2 separate regions of the Mus musculus genome follow, and region 2 is linked to region 1. A link is a contact called in public Hi-C data. All regions are on one chromosome and are shown on one strand. The core of a region is the stretch at or near the end of the contact, and the rest is flanking DNA. Distances in the headings are between cores, read along the strand shown. Region 1 overlaps Mvb12b (multivesicular body subunit 12B). Region 2 holds the start of C230014O12Rik (RIKEN cDNA C230014O12 gene).

Region 1 (6,899 bases), core at 1,926-4,425:
GTCTTAGGTCCTGCTGAGCCATGCAACAACTTAGAAAACACCCACTTACACGCATCTGCTAAAATAGTGCAAAATATAGCTGAAAATTTGCAGAAGTCTAAACTTGGGCCTTAAAAAGTCATGGTCAGAAATCCACGAATTCCACTTATGTAAAGTGCACTCTATATTCTATACTGTGTGTATGCCACAGGTTTCTAACGGCAGGAGGTGTGGCTGCCTGAGCCAGGCATCGTGCTTCTCACCCTTAATCCCGCACTCAGGAGGCAGAAGCAGGCAGACCTCTATGAGTTCCTTGACAGCCTGGTCAACACAGCGAATTCCAGGCCAGCCAAGGATACATACATAGTAAGGCTCTGTCTCAAAAACCAAACCAAAGGCCAGGCGTGATGGCACATGCCTTTAATCCCAGCACTTGGGAGGCAGAGGCAGACAGATTTCTGAGTTCGAGGCCAGCCTGGTCTACAGAGTGAGTTCCAGGACAGCCAGGACTACACAGAGAAACCCTGTCTCGAAAAAAACAAAACAAACAAACAAAACAAAGCCAAATAAAACAAAACAAACAAGCAAACAATTGGCTTGCCATTCAAATGAGCTTATATACACACAGGGATGTGTGTGGCAGCCAGGTGGTCAGCGCCCAAGGGCAGAATTCCCTCTCAGCTCTGCCAGCAACTCATCCGACACCCAGCAGGGTGGGTCAGCCATCCCTAGAAGCAGTCCTTAAACAGAAGTGAGTTTCCAGAACATTACATTCAATTATAATAATAGTTAATTCCAGGGAGGCCACTCTGCAGCTGACTGCACTGGCGCTGGTGGGGTAACGTGTCTGAACTCTGCAAGCAGCAGTTGAGGAAAGACTCCCACAAGTAAGAAACAGGGCGTCCCTGGGGAAGCTGATAGGGACAGCACTCTTGAATTAAGTCTGAGAGACTGCAGAAATGAATGGAAGGAGGGATGGCAGATGGTTCGCTGAGGGTTGAGGTGATATGAGACCACATTGAAGAGCTGTCCATAGGAAGAGGTGGGTGTCTTTCTTTAGCAGGACAGAATGGGTGCCAAGCCAGCCCCTCCCCCACCCCATGGAGCAGCTCTCTTCAATAGGTTGCTCTGCCCAATGCAAGTTGTCCCTCCAGGCTGAGCATCCACTCTGGGGAGAGGCTACTGTGGTGACCCCAGACCAAAAGACTCTGTCTTTTGGACTCTGTGCAGGCCTCCCGCACCAGGAGCAGTGTTTAAAGGTGACCAGTTGAGTCTGTCTCTGCTCAGGAGTGTGGGGCTGGCATGACGCGGGGTGGGCACATCTTCCTTCCTCACTGACTGGTGATGCTATCATGGCTCTGTCCTGGGCCATTGGTCAGGGGGTCACCATAACTTCTGCCAGCATCATTTCAGGTCCTCATCTGTGCTGGGCGGGGTCAGCTCAGGCTCTGGTGCCCATGGTCAGCTGCAGAGACTACTGAGCCTTTAGGGCTCAACTGCCTTGAATAAATAGAGCCAGCTCCCCCAAGACATGTGGTCTAGGAGAGCCCAGAAATGGGCATCACCTCAGGCAGGTGCTAATTCCTGTCACATGGAATAAAGCCATTCTAATTTGTTTTCAATTGCTGTGGAAAAACATGGACCAAAAGCAACCCGGAGAAGACAGTTTATTTGGCTTATACATCCCAGTCACAGTCTATTATTGAAAGACGACAGAGCAGAAACTGAAGCAGGGACCATGAAGGAGTGTTCTTTTTCCATGGCTTGCTCAGCCCGCTTCCTTGGAGCACTCGGGACCACCTGCCCAGGGGTGGCACCATCCCACAGACCTGGGCCGTCCCGCACTTGCCAATCTGATGGAGGCATTTTCTCAGCTGAGGCTCTTTCCTTTCCTTTTGACCCTAGCTTATGTTGAGTTGACAGAAACCTTAAAAGTACAGGGCTCTTACTATCCTGGAGGAGACAGGGAGGGTACTTGTCCTGAGCTTGCCTGTCACAGGAGAGCCAGGTCACCTACTGTCACAGCAGGACTCTGGGAGCTGGTGGGGTTGGAAGGTGGCACAATCCAACAGAGTGCTCATAATACTTACGTATTTTATGACCTGGGTGCAGTTTATGGTTTACAATGGCTGCAAGGAAATTGGATCAGTTCTGTTTACTTGCCAAATAAAACAAATGTCAAAATAGTCAATATAAAATGTATTCTAATTTGGCTGAGTTAAGTCAGCCGGCTTTGGCTTTCAGGAGGATCCCCCTGTATGCAAATGGTGCTGTGTCTCCAGCTCCTCTGTGGTGGGTGTTGATTTACAGGCCCGGCACATGCTGTGGGAGCCTCTTAAGTCATCTGGGTTTCGTGTTTTTATCTTTTGTGGGTTGGCTTGAATTTTATCCTTTTCCTATTCAGATTCTTTGTTTTTTTTTTTAAGAAAAGAATCAGTAGTTACTTGAATTTTCTATTAAAGTAAGGAAGGGTTGAGTGTGGATTTTTTTACTTTTTTTCTTCAAGATGCTATAAGATGCTGTAAGAGACTCTGTAAGGAGTGCCGGCTTTAAGGTGACATGAAGTCCCTGCTCTCCCCCATAGGCTGCACCCCACTACCATGCCCTCCCCCACTCGGTGACCTGTCTCCCAGCTCCAGGCCCCAGAGTTAAGTCAGATGGGTACCCAGCACCCACACACACACACACACACACACACACACACACCCTATTCCTGTCTTATTCTGAGCCTTGCCCACCCCTCCCCCGCCCCTCCCACCACTGGGCTGCCTTGCTCAGGTCACTTGGGGAGCCCCTCTCACACTGGCTGAGCAGTCCTCGGTTTCACTGTCCCCGCACATGTGAAGTGTAAAACACATGCTTTTCAGCAGTGAGGACCCCATGTTCTTCCCCTCCAGATGACTCCCCATCCCTATCACAGAGCAGTGAGTGCTTGAGGGAAATTGGCAGAATATAGAAAATAATGGGCAAACAAAGCCCATTTCCAGTGAGGAAAGTCTTATAACCTTTTGTTACATTTCCTTCAAGCTCTTTCCCCTGTGTACTTTTATGTAGGTGACATCATCGCATATATAGCAATTTCGTAAATTTCCCATGGAGCGTTAAACCGCAAACATCAGAACACTTTCCTGGTCTTTGTGTGGGGACACCTGATCTAAGCACCAAAGCGTAACTGCCAGGAGCGTGGTGATGGGGTGCCCTCTACTGGCCAGCTAGGAGGAGGCAGGAGGCACGCTGGGTGGGAGCCACAGGCAAGAGGGAGATGAGGTGGTGGCAGGCAGGAGCCTGGGAGTCAGTTTCAAAAGCAAAGGACATGTTCTCTGCCAACGCTTGGATTTAGGCATTCCCAGCAGCTTTCTGGAGAGCTGTCATTTCTAACTTTACTTTAGACAAAAGGGGCATTGGCTGACCTTTTCACAGGTGACAGGCCGTCACCTTTGTCATCTTTCCCAGGAGCAGGCAGTTCCCACCTGGGCCTCTCCACTGCTGCAAAGGTATTCATGGTAAAAGTTGATCTAGAGCCCTCCCCCTTGCCTTCCTGCACAGAGATCTCTGGGTAGGCAGGATGCTCATTGGTGATGTCGGCAAATTAGATATTGAGTTCAGTGGAGTTTGTGTCAGAAGCCACATAAGTGTCTTGACAGAACTCACCCTCTGTCCAGTGAGCCCTAGTTTCACCCACTCTGCTTAGGTCTCTGGTTTGTCCTGGACCTGGAACCTGTGTCTCCCTCCAGGCAGTGAGCATCCATCCCCGACCCACTAGTGTTGCACACAGTATCCAGTAGGATGGGGTGCCTAAGGGCTGAGGGCATAATTTATCTCCCTACCCATCTCTGGGCTGGCCTCAGCCAACTGGGCCAACCTTGAAAGAGGGGGTCTGTTCTGCTCAGGGCTGCCACCTCAGAGCACGTGTACCAATAATGGAATGGTCTTCCAACAGAGCACCCCATGCCCTCACACATGGGGACTCACATGTGACAACAGAGTACCCCCATGCCCTCTCACATATGGGGACTCCGTGTGACAACAGAGCACCCCATGCCCTCTCATACATGGGGACTCCATGTGTGACTCTGCTGGAATGGAGAGCTTCTGCAGCTGCCTGAACTCAGGTTTGTAAAGCCTCGGGAATCCATGGCTGAGAGTGCCAGGAGCCCCGAGTGCTTGAATGGATGTGCCTGTGTTGCTTGGTGGGCTGCTGACCCCAGCTTGCTGAGCAGTAGAATCAGAAGCCTGATAAGAGTCAGAGTTGTGCTTACCAAACCCACAGATGACACAGTCACTAGGGAGAGTGGATGTGCCAGAGGATAGGATTAATCCTGTAGATAGAACTCCATAGCCACAGCACCATGGGAACCAGGAAGTAGGAGGCAGTGGTACAAATAGGACCTCTCTAAGGTCACGTGGCCTACAGTATAGGGCCAAATCAGGAGACCTGGCCCAGAGGGTGGGTGCGTGCAGGTGTGTGTGTGTGTATCTGTTTGTGTCTGTATATTTGTGTATGCCCGTGTCTATGTGTGTATATGTGTGTTTGAGTGTGTCTCTGTGTCTGTCTGTGTTTGTATGTCTCTGTCTGTGTGTTTGTGTCTCTGTACGTCTGTGTGTGTTTGTGTGTCTCTGTGTGTGTATGTCTCCGTGTCTGTATGTATCTGTGTGTGTGTGTGTCTCTGTGTTTGTATGTCTCTATGTCTGTGTGCTTGTGTCTGTGTGTCTCTGTGTATGTGTGTGGTGATAAACCAATCCGATCGAGAGCTTGTTACCAAGCACCCTGCTGTGTATGGCCAGGCTGCGTCACCTGTCAGGTTCAGTGCAGTTATGTAAAAGCTGCTGAACTGCAGGGTATAGAGAGGCAGATGGCTCCAGACATCTAAATGGCTAGCCAGCAGAGAGAAAGCATGGCATTCGTGAGTGAAGGGAAAGGGGTAAGTTGCAAGGCTGCAGATTAGGGAGTCAAGGTTTCTTTCTTTTCTCTTTGAGACTGGGTCTCTCTCTGTAGCTACATAACCTAACTTGTTATGTAGATCAGAAATCCACCTGCCTAGGCTTAGAGATGAGCACCTCCCCAGGTGCAGAGTTTTAAAAACAAAAGAACAAAACTTCACAAAAGTAGATTCCGTGGCTTGAAGGAGCTGTTGAGGGGTCATGAGCAACTGCTGAGGGTTTGCTGGAAAGTGTCCCTCAGATGCTCAGATGGTGAGGGTGGCCTCCAGTGAGTGTTGGGGGTGAGACTGTCAGTGTTTGTGTAACTAGATCATGATGGTGCTGAGTTAATCAGGAATTTACTGATGGATTCAGTTAGACAGATGATTGGGAAATGTTAGACACTGGAGAGGTGGGCTTCAATGAGGGAGGGAGTTGCTGGAGTCTACCTCCTCCCTCCCTCCCTTTCTCCCCCCCCCCCCACCAACACTTTGAAGTGAGAAACTACTCAGTCGAATGCCTCCCTGCACCCACACTGGTCTCCAGAGCAGCAGAGCTGGCTGACCACGAGAGCCTTGCCCCTCCGGGATATGTTGTTCCAGTAGGAAAAGAAATGAGGACCTCAAGCCTCTCTCAGGCCTTAATCAAGAAATGTCTCATCTACCTCCTACCCTGACCTAGTGTAGTTCCCAGTTGCTGTGATAAAACACCCCGACAGATACAGTGTAGGGGAGAAAGGGTTTATTTTAGCTCATTTTCCAGGTTACAGCCCATCATAGCAGGAAGTCAGAGCAGCCTGAACTCAGGTCACATCACATCCAAAGCCAGGAACAGAGAACCGTGGATGCGGCATGCTCGTGCTCAGCTTGCTTTATCCCCTTGTATACACTTCAGATCTCCTGCCTAGGGAATGCTACCGCCCACTTTGGTGCTGGGTCTTGTAACATCAATTAACAATTAACATTCTCCAGGTAATTCCCCATAAATATGCACACAGGCCAATCTGATTTAGACAGCTCTTCACTGGGGCTCTCCTCCCTTCTAGATTGTGTCAAGTTGACAAATTAAAACCAAGCATCAAACACCCTTTCTTAGAAATTCAGGTTCAGCAGACACCTTGCCGTGTGTCAGGAGGGCTCAGGGTGAGCGTTGGTCAGTAAGGCCTGCTCCAGAGTCCACCCACACCACCTCTTCCTCTCCAGTGCTGGTGGTAGTGACTGAGGCTCCAGTTGGAGGGAAGCTGCCACCGTGGCACATCTCTGAGGTGGGTACAGGCAGGCCTTGCCCAATGCCCAGGCCTCAGTGGTGCTGGCACCATGTCTCAGACCAGTGCTGGCTTGTGTAAGCAACAGTTACTGTGTGACCCCAGAATGGACCCCAGAATCCTGGACATACTAATGCAGTGGTGAATGAGGGCACCTAGAAACTGGAACACATGCGCTCAGTGGCTGTGCTCTGCCCTACAAAGTGCATCCCTGTTTCGGTCACAACATCCTCCCTCCAGGTGCAGCCTGCTGGGAGCCATCCCCAGGTGTCAGGCAAGCTTGCCTCTCTATGTTGTGGTACTTGGTGCTTAGAGGGCCTTGGGGGCTGTCCCAGTGACTTGTGAGCTACCAGAATGTTGTCAGTCACAGTTTCCAAAGTATGTTTCTCAGTGACAGACATAATTATACTTAACTTTTTACATGGATATTATCAGTCTGTGACAGATACCCTGGGAAATGGGGCATTTTGGTGGCAGAAGATCTGTCACACGCACTTACTTAGTCTTCCTCTCGGGGACACCAGGATTCAGTCACAACTTTTGCATGTCGGTGTCAGGTTTTGAGAACATCGATCCTGCTGACCTCAAAAATGGTTCATCATTCAGGTCCCAGGGCTGTCATCTAAAAGGTTAATGGCCTTTCCTGCAGGAGACAGGAAATCACACCACCTACTCTCATTGCTGTCATATCCCTTGTCACAGCCCATGAGCTATATGCCATCCTGCCTGCCTGATC
Region 2 (6,899 bases), core at 2,392-4,891, 290 kb before region 1:
TGCCTGCCCCCTGCCACCCTGACATGCTTGATCCAGGCTTCAGTGGAACCTGGAGAAGAGGGTCTCTAGTCAAGTTCAAAGTGCCCCAGTCAGGACTAGGGCTGGCTGGGCCACCTGGCTGTCCCTCCAAGGCCCGCTGAGCCTTGGCCTCACCCGAGGGCCAGCTGGACGAATGCTCCAATTAAAGGTAATTCCCCCTTTCCTACCTTGAAATTCCTATCGATTTCCTCCCTAAATAGAAATTCCCATCGATCCCTTGTCTGCCCAGATTACTATCCTTGGCTGTTGCCTGCAGAGCTGCGTATCTTCCCGCTCCTTCCAAGGACCATAACTCTTCCCAAGGTGACCCTGCCACCACCCGCACCTCCCCAGCAGGGCTGAGAAGAGGACCCTCCTCTGCCCCAGGTGGCGATAAAGACATAAAGATGGCAAGATGCTTGGGACAGGCATGGGGAACCTGACTCTAAGACTCTTCGGCTCGTTGCTCAGGAGGGAGGAAGAGGACCAGCAGGTATAGCCTTGGCAAGAAGCAGACTCCCACAGGCTCCCAAGTGGGATCCTGGCAGCTGGGCCTCCTTGGAAGCTGTGATACTCTACGTTTGGTTGGGTTCCCCAGGACCTCTCAGGAGTGGGGAATTTATACCAGGTAAATTGGCATATGCTACAGATCAAGAGCCTGCTGGGGAGCGTGAACCAGCCCCTCCGCCTCCCCCATGTGCGCGCGCGCGCGCGCGCACACACTCGCTTCTCATGCTGTGGCGACTGGGCTGTCCCTTCCAGAAGCAACGTTGGCTCATCAGCCAACAGTCAGAGCCTCCTCTCCCCATAGCTCCGCCTCTGCACGTTCTTCTCAACACCCAGCCCTGCCCCACATCCATCATCAGTGCTCATGGGCCCTGTCAATCTTTTTCCCTTCTGCCCACCTCACTGTGGCGCTTCAGGGCCAGCTTAGTGGCTTAGTGGCTGGGTAGCTCAACAAGTCACTGACCACTTCTGGGGCCTTTGGTCTCCTATCTGGACAGTGGCTCTGAACAGTTCAAATTGTGTCAGGGCCACCTCCAAGCAGCTGGCTAAAAGCCTGGGCCACAGAGAGGTAAAGAGCCACGTCCAAGGTCACACAGCTATTCAGTCTTGACTGGGATTTGAATCTGTTTCCGTCCCTTTGAGGTTTGCCAGGCTGTTGACAGTGATGATGCTGCCTCTCTGCTCTATTTCCTTGAGCTGGGGTCTCTCACTGAACCTGGAGTTGAGCTGGGGGTCAGAAAATCCCAGAGATCCTATCTCCCTGCTCCCTCCCTCCAAGATGCTGCAAGTGGCTATACTGGCTTTGACTTGGGATCTGAACTCAGGGTCTCAAACTTGCACAGCAAGTGTTTAGCCTGCTGAACCATCTCCCAGCCCACCCACACCCCCTTTTAAAGGCAAGGTCTCATGTATCTCAGGTTGATCTGGAACTCTCCTGATCTCCTTGCCTCTACCTCCCCAAAGGTCTTGATGCCTTTTTTCAGAACTTGTGCGTGGGAAGGACCGAGGATGTTCTTGGGTGCTCTTCTTCGTCTTTCCATACCCCCAGAAGGCCACACCAGTAGCACAGCCACTGATACCTCAGCATGGCGAGGAGCTCTGACACTGGGCATTTCCTTCAGGGACCTCTGCAGTCTCTCCAGAGCCGCCAACCTTGTTCTCCCTGTCCCAATATTCTGTCTGATGTGGAGACATGTTTGTGCAGTGTAAACCTGATTATTTCCTTATTAGTGATTCACCATGCTTAATTCACTCTTCCCATTGATCCTGCTCCAAACGGAGGGACGATCCTGCCCCTCCCATTCCATCAGCCACTTTGATATAGTGGGGGACCCAGCCTCTCTGTTGGGGGACCTGGGTAGCCAAGTGGTGATTGGCTAGATTTGCTTAAAGTTCATTTGGGTATCTGATTGCAGGAGGGCAGGTGTGCTGGTTGGATTTTTGTCAACTTGACACAGCTAGGATCTTCTTGGAAGAGGGAACATCATTTTCGAAATGCCCCTGTTACAATGGTTTATGGCCAAGTCTGTGAGGTATCTTCTCAGGTAATGATTAATGGGGGAGGACCCAGCCCACTGTGGGTGGCACCATCCCTAGGCTGGTGGTCCTGGGTTCTGTAAGAAGGCAGACTGGACAAGCTATGGAGAGCAAGCCTCAGCTCCTGCCTCCAAGTTTCAGCTTTGGGTTCCCTTCATGGTAGACTGTTAACTATAAGATAAAATAAACCCATTTCCCCCCCAGGTTGCTTTTGGTCAAGACAGGCTATCATGTGGGTGGCAAAGGCCGAGGCACCCCTGAGGCCGGGCGTGTGGACATCAGTGTTTCATTTGACACACAGGTGACCCATGTGGTAGGGTCAAAGGCCACACTCCAAGTAGCCCAGTCCTGGCTCAGTGCACTTCCCTAACTAACAAAAGATGCTTCCGGCTTGGTGACGGTTGGTTCCTCTCTACCCTTTTTGTACGCAGACCCCATGCTATCAGGCAAGGCTCTGTCAGAGAACACACCCAGAGCCAGATCGGCATCTTTGTCCTCATGAGGGTCTCATCCTATTAAAGGAAGCAGACACTAAAACTCCGGGACAGGTCCACCCTGATGGTGTCAAACTCTGTGAAGAAAGTTTGTGTGTGAGGGGTTTCTTTAAGGAGGGTTCCTCTGGGCTGGGAAGCCGGACCAGGCTGCCAGCAGTCTTGACTCAACATTCTGAGGTAGAAGAGGTATAAAGGCCTCAGGCAGGTGTAGACAAGGCTGCACTGTGAAGTGCTAAGATCCTGCTTTCTGGAATCCGGCCTGGAGGGCTTCCTGACTTAGAAGCCGCCCCGAGTCCAGAGGAAGTGCGACTCTGTCTTTGCTTCCTCAGCTTCCTCCTCTTCCTCTTCTCCTCTGGGGCCACCATCCGCAAGCACCCAGGAGAACTGAAACATCCTCCCTAGGTCAGGGCGCCCTTCTCCCCGCACGTAACCCTGGACTGCCACGGAGGCAAAAAAACCCCTGTTCGTGGAGCCGCTGAAAGGTGCGGGCCTGTGAACAAAGCAGCCCGTTACACTTAGGCCCCAATAAAAACGCTTCTAAGGGCCTAATTAACAGTTTAGGTACATATAAAAACATAATGAGAAAAACAATCTGTTTGCAAAAAAGGGACGAAAGAAAAAGAAAAAAAAAATTAAAAGGCCAAATTGGCAGAGCCTGGCCTGCTGCTGGGCACGTGGCGTCTGCACAGCTCGAGTGGCCGGGAGGGCTGGCCTAATGGTCTCCTCACATGCCGATATTCCACCTCTGTATGTCTGAGCAATTTTCAACTTGGCAGGAAGGGAGCCGCGCGGAAATTTGCGTAAGCCTTGATAAATATTTTATGCAAATTAAAATTGAATTCTTTGCTTAGTTTAAGCAATTTCCCTGTAAGGAGTGTGTCGAGGAGAGAGATTACAACATTTGCCTGGTTTGTTTATAATTTAATTTTTTTTTTATGTTGCGGCTGGCAGAGGAGGAGATGGCAACACCTGTGAGTGTTTATAACGTCCCATCTCCTTCACAGCTGCTCCTATTCAAAACACCTCGCCGGCGTAATAATTTCATAAAATTTCATGATTTACCATCTGCTCGTGCCGGTTTGGGCTTCAGCAATAAGCCCGCGCGTGGCGCCCGGCCCAGAAAGGTACAATAACTGTATATTTTAACTTAATGGTTTTTTGGGGGGCATGCAAATTTCTGTGAGCAGATTGTGTTGAGGCCTGGGCTTGGAGCGGCCTCCCTGAGCCCCAGAAGCCCCCCGGAGCACCCCCGGCTCAGTGAAGGTTGCCCGTGTCAAAATCGAGATATCAAACACCGAGGCTGAAAGACAAGGTAGGAGGTGCGAGAGGATTATTTTCCTTTTAGCGTTTGATGTCTGTGCATTTGGGTAATTAAAATGATTACTACAACAATTAAAGCAAGTAATTAGAAACTAATTACACCAGCATTTTTTGTGATTACAGGAGCAGATGAAAATAGTGTTCAAAATTAAATTCATTGCATATTCATGGGAATGAAATTAAATACTGCTGGGTGGATGAGATAATCGGAGGAGAGGAGAGAGGAGAGGCATTCTGGGGATTCGGAGAACAGACTGCGGTTAATACTCCAAACAGACATTTGGTTAAATCAGTGATAATCTTTTAATGGCTTTAAAAGGGGCTAATATTTGGAAAGCAGTCAAAATTGCTGAGAGTTTCTGTTTTTCACTCACTCTGTGATAATACATACCAGCTGTAGCACAATGGAAAACATTTAATCATTAGCCACTCAAATGGAGGCGCAGGAGCCAGCGTCTCCCCGCCTCTCCTGGTGTCTCATGCACGACAATAAATTAAATTAAAGAATCTTAGCAGCTCTTTCTTCCCTCCCCCACCCCTCCTCCCTCTCCTCTTTCCCGGCTATTGACTACTTCCCAGCCACTGCCTTGCCACGACCATTTAATGAGATCCCGTAGATTAAATAGATTTTCTGTTTAACTCCACACTGGTGAGATAGCATGTCAACGACGGAATGGCTATTAACATTTAAATATTTCACAGAACAAAAAAAAATCGGAATATGAATTTTTCATTGTTGCGACGCTCCCCCTGCCCCTCCCCCTTTCTCTCCCTCTCTTTTTCACGGCTCTCTCTCTCTTTCTCTCCCTTTCTCTGCTAGACCTAATGAAACTAAAGTAATTAGAAAGATACAAGAAGAGGGCTTTCACCAGAGTGCAATTAAATTGAGCGGGGAGCCGTTATTTATATAGGCTGGTCACTCCGTAGCTGCGGCTATTTTCTCAGCCTGCTTGAGTCATAGATTATTACAAGAGATTAATAATGTAAATTTCACTGACTCGGCTGCTCTCCGAGCCTTGGCCTTCAGAAATTGATGGGCACGCCATCCATCACCTCCTCCGGCCCAGGCCTGTCCCTCTGCAGGGCTCACCAGCCTTGGCACCCCACCTTGAGCTCACCGACTCCCTATTCTGTTCTGCTTTGCCCCTGGGTCCCCACCTTCTCCTTTGTGTGTGTGTGGGTCCCTAGTTCTCTGTAGCTTTTTTCTTGTATTTATCTCTCAATGCCTTCAGTGCTAGCCCTGTTTAATTTCTGGCTGATTTTTTAAAAGAGGGGCTCCACACAATGCTGTGGCTCCCCACACCCCAGTATCTGAGAAGGGGTCCATTTGCCTCTTATAAACCCATACAGTAGTGGCTGGATTAAAGGCACAATTTGCCAATGGTCTCTTCTTCTCCCCCGATTCTCCCTCTGGGACCACTCTCTGTCTGTCTGTCTGTCTGGCCATCTATGCATCCATTCTCTACACGTCTCGGCGCATGCACATCTGTTCCCTACTGCCTTTCCAGCCACAAGAGGGTAGAGCTGAGACTGGGGTCCTCTGTGGTTTCCTAGCGGTGTGACCTTGGCTTAGAGCCTTCTGACCCTCAACCACTAAGGAGAGGTAATAAATCAGGTATTACAGAGTCTGCGGGCAGAGCAGGAGGAGGCCTAGGTTCACAGAGGGGACGCACTGGTGAAGCAGGGTGCCCTCCCTCACCTCTGCTGGTGCTCACAGTGTGTCCCTCCCAGCATCTTCTCAGCCTCAGAGCATCTTGCCAGCTGATTGTGTTGTGAGGAGGGGTGGTGGCCAGAGCCTGGACTGAGTAGGGGTGAGGTCAAGGAGGAAGAGGTCCCTAAGGCAGGTCTCTGGTGTGTCTCGCCCGTACCTGCCCAGTCTGGGAGTGACTTCATTGTGTGACTGTGAAAACTGCTCAAAATGTGCCCAGACAGGGCATTCTGAGGAGCCAAGAGGGCCGGCTTTCAAAACAATTAGCGCCAGCATCTGCCTGAGCACCCATGCTGGTTTTGTATAATTAAAACAAGGCTCCAGAATCCCACTGGACACTCTTTAAAAACGACTCATTTTCGGCATTATTTACAGTGATGAGATGGTGTGAGGGAGACTCCTGGACCCCTCCAGCTGCCCCCGAGGAGAGGCCTGGTGCCTCCATTACCAGCTGGGCCTCCTGGCTTCTGCTCTCTTCCTAAGGGGTGGTCCCAGCACCCAGGGTGGGCCTGAGAGCACTTGTGCATGGTCGAGGCTCAGTGTGGTCCTTCATTATCTACTGGGGCGGGTCTTGCTGGCTGAGCCAGGGATATAGAGATAGATTTTGGAGGAGGCAGGAACGGAGAGGGGGTGGACCATGAGTCCCCTTGAATTCTAAGGACTAGAACTAAAATTTAAAGATTTATTTATTTTATTTGTATGGGTGTTTTGCCTGTATGTATGTCTGTGCACCAAGTTCATGTCTGATACCTGCAGAGGTCAGAAGAGGGCATTGGATCCCTGGAACTGGGATCAGATGTTGAGTTGCCGTGTGAGTGCTGGGAACCAAACCCAAGTCCTCTGCTGGATCAATAAATGCTCTTAACTGCTGAGCCATCTCAAAACGGGGTGGTGTGCATGTTCGTGTGTGTGTGTGTGTATGTGTGTGAAAAACTGTTTTTAGTCATCTCTGAATGTATATGTATATGGGTCCTGGTGATTGAATTCAGGCCATCAGACTTGATGGCAAGTGCTTTTTACCTACGTGGTTACCATCTTGTCAGCCCTGGAACTTTTAAATAAAAGCTAAGAAACAAAGAGGTGGCAGCAGGTCTCAAGGAAAGCAGTGTATTGGAAATAATGACTGTGAGCAAGTTATGGCACTAAACTTCAGCTGTGGAATGTGTGGATCGACAAGACCAATGTTGGTGTCTAGCCTGGACAAGGCTGGTGGGTGTTGGTGTCTACCCTGGCTTGTATTCACACATCCATGCCACCCCAGGCTGTGAGCATTCGGAGCCCATGAGAACACACACGAATGTGATCCCATGTGGAGA

Evidence for each region. A called contact is a pair of places that touch in the nucleus more often than the background predicts.
Region 2: a Hi-C map of cerebellum shows a contact between it and region 1, with 1.7 times the contacts expected there. The contact joins the promoter of C230014O12Rik here to the enhancer-like site in region 1. A contact is called at or near these places in 1 of 39 promoter capture datasets (hippocampal neurons), 2 of 484 Hi-C or Micro-C datasets (the N1E-115 cell line and cerebellum) and 2 of 115 datasets of contacts at active chromatin or transcription factors (astrocytes and differentiating embryonic stem cells).

What each region holds. Positions count from the first base shown.
Region 1 is chr2:33,818,112-33,825,010 of GRCm38.p6, reverse strand. All of the region lies in intron 6 of Mvb12b (multivesicular body subunit 12B), which reads left to right. Among named protein-coding and RNA genes, the nearest start is that of Nron, 16 kb to the right of the region's middle. Within about 2 kb of position 3,175, at least 28 of the 459 cell types and tissues checked have an H3K27ac peak or open chromatin away from gene starts, as enhancers often do. A contact at or near this core is called in cerebellum and differentiating embryonic stem cells, where this site is marked.
Region 2 is chr2:34,104,477-34,111,375 of GRCm38.p6, reverse strand. It overlaps C230014O12Rik (RIKEN cDNA C230014O12 gene), which reads left to right and starts at 3,641. Exons shown (of 4, transcript NR_130173.1): 1 at 3,641-3,867.